Regions from separate parts of the Mus musculus genome. Here all the other regions are linked to region 2. Evidence: chromatin contacts called from public Hi-C and promoter capture Hi-C data. All regions are on one chromosome and are shown on one strand. Each heading gives the region's core, a stretch centred on a gene start, on an enhancer-like site or on the middle of the called end of the contact. The rest is flanking DNA. Distances are from core to core; before and after follow the strand shown. Region 1 holds the start of Kat6b (K(lysine) acetyltransferase 6B). Region 2 holds the start of Rtraf (RNA transcription, translation and transport factor). Region 3 holds the start of Vcl (vinculin).

What was found. Promoter capture Hi-C pulls out the DNA fragments that hold promoters and counts their contacts. Hi-C and Micro-C count contacts between places; a contact is called where the count stands out from the background.
Region 1: a Hi-C map of B cells shows a contact between it and region 2, with 6 read pairs. The contact joins the promoter of Kat6b here to the promoter of Rtraf in region 2. A contact is called at or near these places in 2 of 39 promoter capture datasets (erythroid cells and pre-B cells) and 1 of 484 Hi-C or Micro-C datasets (B cells).
Region 3: a contact with region 2 is called in a promoter capture Hi-C map of pre-B cells, with 4 times the contacts expected there. The contact joins the promoter of Vcl here to the promoter of Rtraf in region 2. A contact is called at or near these places in 2 of 39 promoter capture datasets (liver and pre-B cells) and 1 of 9 other capture datasets (adipose tissue).

Annotation. Positions count from the first base shown.
Region 1 is chr14:21,497,848-21,501,277 of GRCm38.p6, reverse strand. It overlaps Kat6b (K(lysine) acetyltransferase 6B), which reads right to left and starts at 1,493. Exons shown (of 17, transcript NM_017479.3): 1 at 1,318-1,493.
Region 2 is chr14:19,822,102-19,826,063 of GRCm38.p6, reverse strand. Rtraf (RNA transcription, translation and transport factor) reads left to right here and starts at 2,241. Exons shown (of 8, transcript NM_026528.3): 1 at 2,241-2,395; 2 at 3,374-3,498. The coding sequence starts at 2,335.
Region 3 is chr14:20,927,845-20,931,724 of GRCm38.p6, reverse strand. Vcl (vinculin) reads right to left here and starts at 2,327. Exons shown (of 21, transcript NM_009502.5): 1 at 2,037-2,327. The coding sequence starts at 2,204.

The DNA.
Region 1 (3,430 bases), core at 244-2,743, 1.7 Mb before region 2:
GGGCGGAGCTTATTCCTCCTCCCTCCTCTCCCCCGCCCCCTACCGTCACGCTCAGGGGCAGCCTGACCCCGAGCGGCCCCGCGGTGACCCTCGCGCAGGGGCCTGTGGGAGGGGCGTCGAGGGTCCCAGGCCACCCCCCCGTCGGTCCCCCGCCCGCCTAGTCTCCTCCCCCTGGGAACGCGCGGGGTGGGTGACAGACCTGGCCGCGCGCCACCACCACCGCGCCTGCCGGGGGCGCTGAATCTGCCTGAGAAAGAAGCTACGGCTGCCGCCTGGAGGAGGTGCCGTAGCGCCCGCCACCGCTGCCGCCGCCGCCAGGGGTAGGAGCTAAGCCGCCGCCATTTTGTGTCCCCCTGTTGTTGTCGTTGACATGAATCCGACATGACACTGATTACAGCCCAATGGAGTCTCATTAAACCCAAGACGCGGCCCCGCCCCGGCGCCGTTCCATTGGACGAGAGCACGAACACTTAGGGCCAACCGTTGGCCTACGGGTCTGTCCGTCACCCGCTCGCTAAACACTCTGCCCCCCATTGGGGCAAGTTCCTGCCGGTCATCTCGCCTCCACATAGACACACCTCTCGACCCATCATTTCCCCCCCCCCACCTCCGGCACCACCCCGAGGGAGGGTCGACTGCCAGTACCAATCAACAGACCGCGGGGCCCGCCTTTTCCGGGCACCTATTGGTCCAGCCCTTTTTCTCTCTCACAGACACCGCGCCACCTCTACTTCCACCTACCCGCCCCCTCTACCTCTAGAAATGGATTGGATCTAGGCGCAGGAGAGGCGCTTGGCCTTATTGGCTGTACACGACGCCAATCAGAAGCCTTTTTTCCTCTCCCCTCCCCCACTCAACCCCAAAGCCCCTAGCCCGCAGCTAAAGTTTGTGTGAGAGCTGATCGCTGGCGGCGGCCGCAGGATTTAGGGGTGGGCGCAGGCGGGCGCGCGCGGGCGGGCACGCGAAGTTAAAATTCGAGGTTCTCAGTCGCCTGCTCCCGCCGAGGAGCGCGCGGACGGGCGCGCCGCCCGGAGCGTTCCATCCAGCCCCCTCCTCCACCCTCTCTCCTGTCCTGTCCCGGGCGACTACTCGCCCGCCCCCTGGCTTGCACCCTACCCCCTTCACATACCCCCTACCCTGCCAGCCTCAGGCCGGGTGCAGGCGGAACGATCTCACTGCAGCCTCTTCGCCATCCCATACGGAGGGGGAGCAAGCCCCCTACCCACCGGGTGTGCACCCCCGGCTCCGCACTCGCCCGTGTCTGCAAGCACGTGCACTATTCGCCGCTGCCTCCGGCCACCCCGGTCCCCGGCTAACCTCGCCTCCAGCCCGGCCAATCGCTTGCTGCCCTTTGTTGCTGCAGACCGGGTCTCCCCGCTGCCTTCCTCAGCCTCCGCCTCGTCCTTTGCCAGCCGCCCGGGTCCGCAGCGCCGCGCTCCCCCCGCCCGGGACCCACCGCCGCCGCCTCCTTCTCCTCCTCCGCCTCCTCCTCCTCGGCTCCGGGCTGCAGCGCACAGAGCCCGAGGCAGCGCCGCCCAGCCCCGCTCCCCCCGCGCCGCCCGCTAGCCCGCCTGGCCCGGCCGGGGGCGCAGCCCGGACCCCGCCCGCCCCAGTCTCCGCCCCGGGGGTACCTGCCTCCGCCCCGGGGGGCTCCGCTCACCGCCCTCAGGGGAGGGCGGGGATGCCGGTGTCCGAAAGGATGGGGACGCCTGGGCTGTTTTGGGGTGGGGAGTGTGTCCGCCAGGTCTGGGACTGAGGTGCGGTCTTCTTAAACGCGCCCCCCCTCCCGCCGCCGTGGGCCCCAAACTTCGTCCTTCTCCCGGGTCTTGTACCCTCGGGCGACCGCGGCAGTTTTGGGGTGGGGGATGCCTCAGGAGCTGTCTCTACCCTGATCAGGAGGAAGAGGGAGCAGTGACATTCAGCGACTGCGGACAGGCATCCTCGGGTGGGAGTGGGGATGTCAGACGCAGGCTGGAGAGGGAAGCTGCCCCTCAGGATGCCCTCTCCCGGCCTGCGGGAGAGGCTGGCGAGCTCGGAGCTGCGTTCTGGGTGCTTCCTGGACTGTGCAGCTGGATAACATTGGGGTTGGGCGGGGGGCGACCGCTGGGGGGCCCTTCCCTCGTCTCCAACCAGCGCTGTAAGGAAAGCTGATGGCGAAGTTCGGTTTTCCAGGCTTCCCCTGGGCCCCCGGAGTTCCTGAGGCCCATACGAGGGAGGCTGGGGGATCCTCTGGCCGCCCAGGCAAGGCTACTCTAAAGGTGCCCACATGCCTTGCAGCGCCCTCCGGACTCTGGAGAAAACGTCCTGCTCTTCCCAGAGTTGGGTGGGATGCTGGTAAGAGATACTTGAGAGTATGAGAAAGGTAGACTTGAGAAAAGGCTCCTCCTAACAGAGTTTGAACAGTTTCTCTTCCCAGACCTTTGGGAAGAAGGGAAACAAACCTATGTCCCTGGGAAAGCCAAGTTTCCCCGTGTGGTGGCCGGGGTGAAAAACCACCTGTTGCCTGAAGTTCTGTCCTTGAATCAGGACGTTCTTGGGGCCCCTGATGAGGAGATGTAGGATGTCAAAGAGCAGGAATTTCAGTCTCCCTGCCCTGAATGACTCATTTTCATGCCACTGCCACTCCTGCAGCAGAGTTCAACTCCCCGTTAGAAACTACTGTTCAACTATGTAGGTACTTTGTTAGACCCAATAATCTCAGTTCTTATCTTAGCAGCAGCAGCAGCCCTGTCACATGCAGACAGAAATGCACAAAGGCTACTCTGGTGTGCGAGCTTCCTCTGCTTCTGAGCTTGGCAGCAAGGTGAGGAAGAAGCCAGGACAAAAGGCAGAGGTGAATGAAAGATTAAAAAAAAAAGAGGGGAGAGCAGATTAAAAAAAAAAAAAGAGGGGAGAGCAGAAGACTTGTAACACTACACTCAGAACTGTCACCAGTTCCATTATAAACCTCTTTTATAGGTGTTTTATTACTTGGTTGTTAGTTTTTAAAACACAAACCTCTTTAGGTTAAATCCGGACACTCTCAGACTCAGCCCAAGGAAACGAAACAAGGTAAACTCAGCCACTGATCGGCTTGGCAACTTTTGAATTACATTACTGATGAAGCAAATGCCGCCCCCAACCCCACCCTCGTTGGGTTTTCTAAGTCTCTTCCTGTCTGTTTCAGTTAGGATCTTCAATAACTTGCTCAAGGAGAGTTTTCACAAGCCATTAGTCCATAACTCAGTCCTGTTCATTTAGATTGTTTCCAAGAAGGGCATTTATAAGGTGTGCTTTTCCCCCCATAATACACATGCTAGGTAGGAATTTTCTCCAAGAAGTTACAAAGTAAATTTAAGGATACTGGCTGACTCATTAGCCCTTCTGTTTTGCTTTGTTGCATTTCTGATAGTCTGCCCAGATGCACTTTATTTTTTAAGTTACATTTTGG
Region 2 (3,962 bases), core at 992-3,491:
CACAACATATCCTACTACATATGTTTGTGAGCCACCCTGTGGTTGCTGGGAATTGTACTCAGGATCTCTGGAAGAGCAGTCAGTGCTCTTACCTGCTGAGCCATCTCTCCAGCACCTGCCCTTGCTTTTCCTGATTCATTTGGTATGAAACTTAACTGGGAAAACATGAATTGTCTCTGAGAGCCCGTTTAAAACTGCACTCGATCCTGCGGAACGTTCAAAGCTTCTCATTATGCATGTGTCCCTTTCTGGCTCCAGACTAGAAGCGTCTAATCTAAGCATCTGTGTTGATTATTACATTTAAACCTCCTGAAATTAGACACTACAGCTTCTTCATTTGTATGCCCCACAGATGCAAACACTGTTTAATTACCGGCTCCTGAACTAAAATGAAACGTACAGTTGGCTTAGCTCCAAGAGATTCAATAACGCCCCTCAGCTTGCCATGAAAGGCCTTTCTTGATCAAGCGCCTGCCTTTGTCCACAGTCTCGCCAGCTGTCACCACCTCCCTCCAGCTTCCATAAGTGTTTCCCTCTCGGCCCTATTGTTCATTTCTTGCCTTTGTGCATCTGTTTCCAGCAAAATCAGTTATCATTTTGACTGCGAGTGAACTCCTCACTATCTCCAAGCCACTGTTTCTCTCTTTTGTCCCTCCCACCCTCCCTTTTTGGTCTTTTAAATGGAATCAAAGTAGACAGCCAGTCTGTCCTGCTCATCACTGCTCGCCTGTATCTGGAAAACAATTTGTAACGGAATGGGAAGGGTCTTAAATCCAGTAGGAGCATTTGATTGTCTCTAGAGCACAGCAGGCAGTTCCTGAGGCAGGCAAGCATGGGAGAGAGGATAGCTTGGAACCCCAATTTGTTTCTGGTTATTCACATAGCCCCTCTTACAATGATGCTCTTGGCAGCCTTGTTCCTTCATTGGTAAGTCACACACACACACACACACACATACACACACACACACACACAACCAAAAATTCTCCAAACAATTTACCTGGCACCTCGGAACTCCCTTAACCTCCCCAGATTATATATACTTCTACCTCTAAATAATAATGTTTCTTCACCCCTAGTACCAATCACACCTACACAGTTTTTATTCAAGTATATTCCCAATGTATGGGGTATAAAGATTAGAAGGGTCAAGATGGCCTGAACTTGCTTGGGGTATAGGCACAATTAAGGGGAAACTATGTCCTCTAATAAGCTTTTAAGAAGAATCTCTTATTTACTCTCATATGCCTGTGCATGTGATTAAAGCCAGATGCATTATTGGAAGGGACGTGAGCAGTATTGAAATGATCGTATAACCTGATCTATCAATTGAAATAAAGGATCATTCACATTAGTAACCAGCGCCTCCTTTTTCTTGACCGGTGAAGAGACCCAGGCTGTAGCCTGAGGTACTTGGTACTTTTGCTCGCGTTGCCTGCTGTCATTCTGTAACTTTGCACTATAGCATTGCTTCAAATAAAACTATTTTGCTTTTGCATATTTGGATAAGAGGCCAAAAACCTGGAAGCATGCAACTTAGATCATAAGCACCGACAGCTTTGCTAAAAGATAAGAAGAAAGTTTTAAATGGGCGCTTTAGATTATCAGTCGCGTTACAGAGTGGGGAAAATACATCAGGAAAGGCAAGAAAGGATGAGAGAGAAGAGATGGCAGGACTTAGTGGCCCACTGAAGGTAGTGACTGAGAGGTTTGAGGAGAAGGAAACGCAGGTTCCCGGTTTCTGACTTCACTGTTTGGGGACAAACTGAAATATGGCATGGGGGTTGTATCTAATCTCCACATCACTCCAATTAGTCCGAAAGAATATCCTGCAGGGACCTTTCTTTTCGATCTTTGTATTACCAGCGTTCAAAGACGAGCAATTAATACGCTCAAGATATTAAACAGCAACTCTGAGCCAATAAGAGCTATAGCCGACTCGAGAAAGCGTACAGACATTTTTTTTTTTTTTTTTTTTTTGGTTTTGGTTTTGGGTTTTGGTTTTGCCTACTGTTGCAAGAAAAGGAGTTAGATCCACGAATCGCAGCTTCAGACCTGCTTTCGGTCCATTGTACAACTAGGAAGCTGACAATAAAGTTTATTTGAGCGTCGACGTGCACCGACGTGGCCCCGCCTCCTAAGCAGCAGCGATGATTGGCCAGCGCTTGCGGGCTGCGGGCGTTCCTAAGCCGCGATTGGCTCCGTCCGCCGTCCGTCGGAGCGTCGGTCACCGCCCCGCCCCTTCGCCGCGTCGCCGGTGCCTGCGCTGCCCGCCTCACCTCGCTTCTCCTGTCCCGGCGGAGGCCCGGGCGGCCAGCGCGAGCAGCGGGGACCATGTTCCGACGCAAGCTCACGGCCCTGGATTACCACAACCCCTCAGGCTTCAACTGCAAAGGTGGGTGGCGGCCGCGGGGTTCGGCGACGGCGCCTCCCCAGCCCGCCCGGACCCGGACCCAGACCCGGCAGCCGCTGCCCTGAGGCGCTCGGCAGGCTTCCCGGCCCCCGGGCGGCTCGGCGGGCACCTGCGGGGTAGGGGAGGGGACCGGGGATGCCCTTCGGGGCGCGCAGAAAGTTCGTGGCCGGCTGCCAGGGAAGTGGAACCGTTCAGAAAAAAAGATATTCCAGTCCTGCGGGCCAGTGGGAAACTGAGAGTGAGGCGGGGACCAGGGCCTCATTCCGCTGTGCAGGACGCACCGGTAGAAGCGGGGTGGCAGCGTTTGGTCTCCAGAAGCATATCAGGGTCAGTCCTGGTTTTTACTTGGCTTTTACTTGGCTCAAGATTGCTGGGTGGCGGTAGAGCCGAAATTGGGGGTTGAGACCTCAGTTTTCTGACGAGTAAAATGAGGATCTTTCCTGAGGGTTTTGGGTTTTGGTGTTTGGAGGGGTTGGATCTAAGGAAGCAGGTGCGTCCCGGTAACTGTACACTGTCCCCTAGCTTTCAGTTTTTAATATTTGTATTCAGGGTGCTTTAATCGTTTATTTCTAGTTTATTTTATTCTATTGGCTTGCTTCAAAGTTTTTACCTGCCCAATGCCCCTTAAACTCTAAAGGAACCAGAGTTCTAATAAAACATAGGAAACACTGTGCCCTGCATGTTTAATTCATTCAATACTCAAAACATCCCCACGAAGTAAGTCCCGTTTTCCTCATCTTGTATCTGAAGAATCTGAAGCTTAGAAAGTGTATCCGGTTTTCTGAGGCTCATCCAGAATTTGAGTCTATTGCAGTGAGCCAGGTATCTATGGCTCTGCAGTCTGAACTTTGAGCTCTTGCTGACTTCCCTCGGGGTCAGTTAATGTAGTGTTTGCAGGTTAGAAAGCCACCAAGGATCACAAAGGCTTTTAGTGACTTGATATATGATGTTTCGTTGCAGATGAAACAGAATTTAGAAACTTTATCGTTTGGCTTGAAGACCAGAAAATCAGACACTACAAGATTGAAGACAGAGGTAACTTGAGAAACATCCACAGCAGTGACTGGCCCAAGTTCTTTGAAAAGGTAATGAATCAGGAAGTAGAAGGAAGCACAGAGAACTTTTGTAAACGTTGTATGTTGAGTTGAAAATTCCTATGTTCTTTTAAGATATAATAGTGATCAGTGTGAGTAAAGCTAACTCCATGGATTCAAACTCTGTTGTTTTGATTTTTAAAGCAAATTATATTATCTCCAACCGAGCTGTCAGTATTTGGATTAAACATCATTTTCTAAATGTCACGGCATTCCTTAATAGGATTGTCTACATAATTTGTATGTATGTATGTATGTGTGTGTATGTGTTTATATGTATGTCGGGTATCCGCAGAGGCCAGAAGAGCACAGCACGTCTCTTGGAGCTTTAGTTACATTAGATACGAAAATGCAGCAATATACTTTTGAGTCCTTGTCTTAGTTACATTTCTATTCTGTGAAGAGATACCATGGCTAAAGCAGCTTCTAACAGAGAGCATTTACCCTGAGATTTC
Region 3 (3,880 bases), core at 1,078-3,577, 1.1 Mb before region 2:
CTTAGTGAAACCTGGTAGCACCTTTGTTTATGACTATTTATCAGCCCAATCCCCTCCACGGATTCAACTTTAAATACCTTTTATAGTTAGGAAGTATGCAACTACATGTATTTTTTTTCCATCTTATATCTGCCCTTGTTTCTTTTGTATGTCTCCTAACTATGACCATCATAACCACCTATGGAGCTACTTTAAAAAACAGAAAACCTTTACTCCTGGAGATCCTTCAGTAAGTCTGGGATGGGAACTGGAAACAGTCCTATCTACAAAGCCCCATTGGTGATTCTCATGCACACCCTGAGGGCCACTAATTCATTCCAATGCTCTTTATACAGCACACATTCAGTGCTTACTAATTCATGGCCTGGGAGCTCATAAATGACTTCTCTCTAAATAGCCTAACCAGATATCAACCAAGCCCTTGACTACACCAGCTGTGTTCCAAGTGCAACATGTGGGTTTAAGATTTCCTATCCTCAAGTGCTACATGGAGGGACACCATTACCTTGTCTCTTTACATTGTTTCCCATTTGTTGAAAAACCAGAGGCCTGGAATGCAGCCATGTCAGACAACACTACATAAGAATGTACTCTGGGGTCTAAGATTAAAATTAGCTACAAAGAGAACAAGAACAAGATAGACAGTCTGAATGAGTACACTGCTCCTACTCAATAGTTTCTTACTTAATCAGTACAGAAGAACAGAAATTTCAGTCCCTAGTTCCGCCCTCCCTTCTCTCCCTCCCTCCTCTCCCCTCCCCCTCCCCCTCCTACTTGCTGCCACAGGTCTCCTAAAATGCCTGAGACAGTCCCAGGCCCCTGAAGACCCAGGAAGTCATTTCATGCGTTAAAGTCCTATAATCCGATAAATAACACAAGCCCCACCCGACAGACAGTTACCTATCAACTACCCTGACACACCATTTACACAGCTTGGTTCGGAAAGCAGTATGAACTTTTTCCTGAGTTGTTCTTCACAGGGAACAGCAGTCTGAGTCACACCCAGCCTGGAGCAAGTGTGACATTAGCCAGGGTACAGTTACGAGACTAGTCTCTCTATCTCTTTTCCCATTTCAGAAGTGGGCTACAAAGATCGATAAATAGCTAGGGGCAGGCAGAAAAGTGTGGACTGGCAAAGAACGCCCTAGCCTTCCCCTCAGGCAGGGGCTGCAGATCCCAGATTCCACAGGCCTCTCACAGCAGCTCCATCTTGCTTCCTGCCAGAAGGAGGGGCAGAGGAGGAGGCCCCCCAAATCTGGAAAGGCCCCAGTGAAAGAAAGCCATTTGACAGCAGTAAAGATGGATAGACAGCTTCATGGAAGGAATAAAATGACGGCCATGGGGTCAGGCAGAGGGCAAGCAGGGCTCCTGGTTATGAATTACTGTCTAAAGGTGCTAAGAGTCCCCGGAGGTGTGAGCAAAATGCCCCGAAGGAAAGGAGGCGGCGACAGAGAGAGGAAGAAGCCAAGCAGTTGGGTAGAAGCGACAGACACCAGGATCCCAGGGGAGGGTTGGGCAGGTGGGTCTCAGGGGACAGAAGTATTAGAAAGGCGAGCAGCCCGGTGCAAATAAGAATCCTTGGAAGTTAGGGCAGGGAGACCATAAGAGAAACCACCCACAGGTTGGAGAGGAGAGGCCTAAAAAGGAGCTAAGAGCAAGGTACTCAACGCAAGTGACGCGAGCCTGCCCAGGGGAGGGACCGTGAGACAACCTAACGACCATTTCTTGGGCGCCTACTACGGGCACACACACCCTAGGCACTTCACAACTAAAAGCTCGCTGACTCTTCACAGCACAGCCCCAAGGCAGGATTTCTCACACAAGTGTCCCATTTTATAGATGAGGAAACTGAGGTCCCCGACAGGCTCAGTGGCTTGCTCAAGGTCACAGCCCAGAGAAATCGGCATTCGAAACCACGGCACCTGCCCTGGAGTCCACCCGACGCTCCAAGCGCCTGCGAATGCAAGCAGCGAGGCGGACCGGGACCCTGGGGACTTCTCCCGCCCGCGCTCCCGTCCCAGGCCCGGCGCGCTCACCCGGACGAGGTTGCTGACGGCCGCCTGCACGGCGGCTACGGGCGCGGTGAGGTCAGGAATGGCTTTGCCGTCCACCTCGCCCTCCTCGTGCATAATCACCAGGTGCGAGATCTGCTGCGCCACCGGCTCCAGGATGCTCTCGATCGTACGCGTGTGAAACACCGGCATCGCGGCGGCTAGCGGGGCGGCGTACCGCGGGCAACAGAAAACTGGGATCCGTAGGGCCGGGAGCCGGCGGCGAGTGACTGACTCGGAGCGGCGACTAGAGTCCGGGCTTCCCTCGGCGTAACTAGCCCCACAGGCGCCCCGCCCTCTCACGTCGCCGCGCCCAATGGTAACGCAACTCAGAGCCGGACTGTGGCTCCTATTGGTCTTACTTCGATAAGCTCCGCCCCCAAGGCAGAGCCGCTAAGGTCCCGCCCCGCCCCCATTCCCAAGGGAGGGGCCTGGGATTGGGGCTGCGCCGCAGGGATTGCGACCGGATTCCCGAACCCTCTCGCGGGGCGCTCCTTATAAGGGCATAGTGGGAGCGGAGCGAGCGACTGCACTGGACTGGCCCCGCCCCCAGGAGCCGCCTCCCGCCTCAGAGTGGCGGAGCTCCGCCCCTCCGCAGGATCACCTCAGTAGGGCGGGATATCCTCACCTCAGGCAGCGCCAGAGAGAGGGGACCTCGGCTTCCCCCGGTCTCCCCGCAGGGTGCTCCCCTTTACCGTCACCGGACGCAGTCAGAACACTGTTCCGTCACCTCCCAGTAATTCACGAGGAAGTAAAAAGATCCAGACAACAAAAACACACCGAGAAACATGAGTACCCATTGATTTGTACTATCTGCCCTCGGATAGTCACAGTTAAGTTTGGTGTGGCACTTTCTAGACCTCCGTGTACACGTTCACTTGCAAATACGTGTTTTCTAAATAAATAGGAACGTTTCCGTAGAACTAGAGACTTAATGAAATTTACCTGCTAATCTTTCGCTTTTGGTGAGTAGAAGTCTGTCTGCCACCTTCTGTTTTAGCGACTGGTATCCCATTTTTGCAAATCTACTTAGGTCTGGTTCCGTTGCTAAAATGTTTGCCTAGAATGTAAGAAGCCCTAGGTTTGATTCCCAGCACTACGCAAAATCAGCCTTGATAGAGTGGGCCCGTATACCAGCAGCACTAGGGAAGTGGATCAGGGGTTCAAGGTCATACTCCACTACAAAGAAAGTTTGAGGCCATCCTGGAGGGGTAGTCCTTTTGTGGTTGTGATGAGCATCTATTTGTAGTTACAACAGCACTCCAGAGGCAGGGTTAGGAGGATCATTTGAGGAAGGAGTTCCAAGCCAGTCTGAGCAACATGACAAGACCCCCATCTCAAAAAAAAAAAAAAAGTGAAATGAAAATTCAAAAGTGGATACTTTTTAACAAGTCTGTAAGTAGGGCCAAATTGCCCAATCCCCTCACCACATTTAAGACATCTGCATGTTTTCCTAACCTCAAGTTCTCTTGCCCAAGCTTCCTCATTCTGAGAGGAAACACATTCATTAATGCCTTCAAATGAAAGATCCTCAAGTCAAAGAAAAATGTTTCTCAGGATGTCACATTTTGCAGAAGGCCAAGCCACATGTTGTCTTACCCAGCTCTAAAGTTCTGTGTGTCTAGCAGTACATACCCCCGTTTCTGCTCTGTGGTTACCAAGTCTTGAACTTTCTCTTGAGGTGGGGATGAGCTCAGTTGGTAAAGAGCACTCGCCTACCATGCACAAAGCTTTAGTACTTGCCTACCATACACAAAGCTTTAGGTCAGCCTCTAGCATCACAAAACAAGGACATGGTGTTCATACACACCTATAATTTTGTCTGTCAC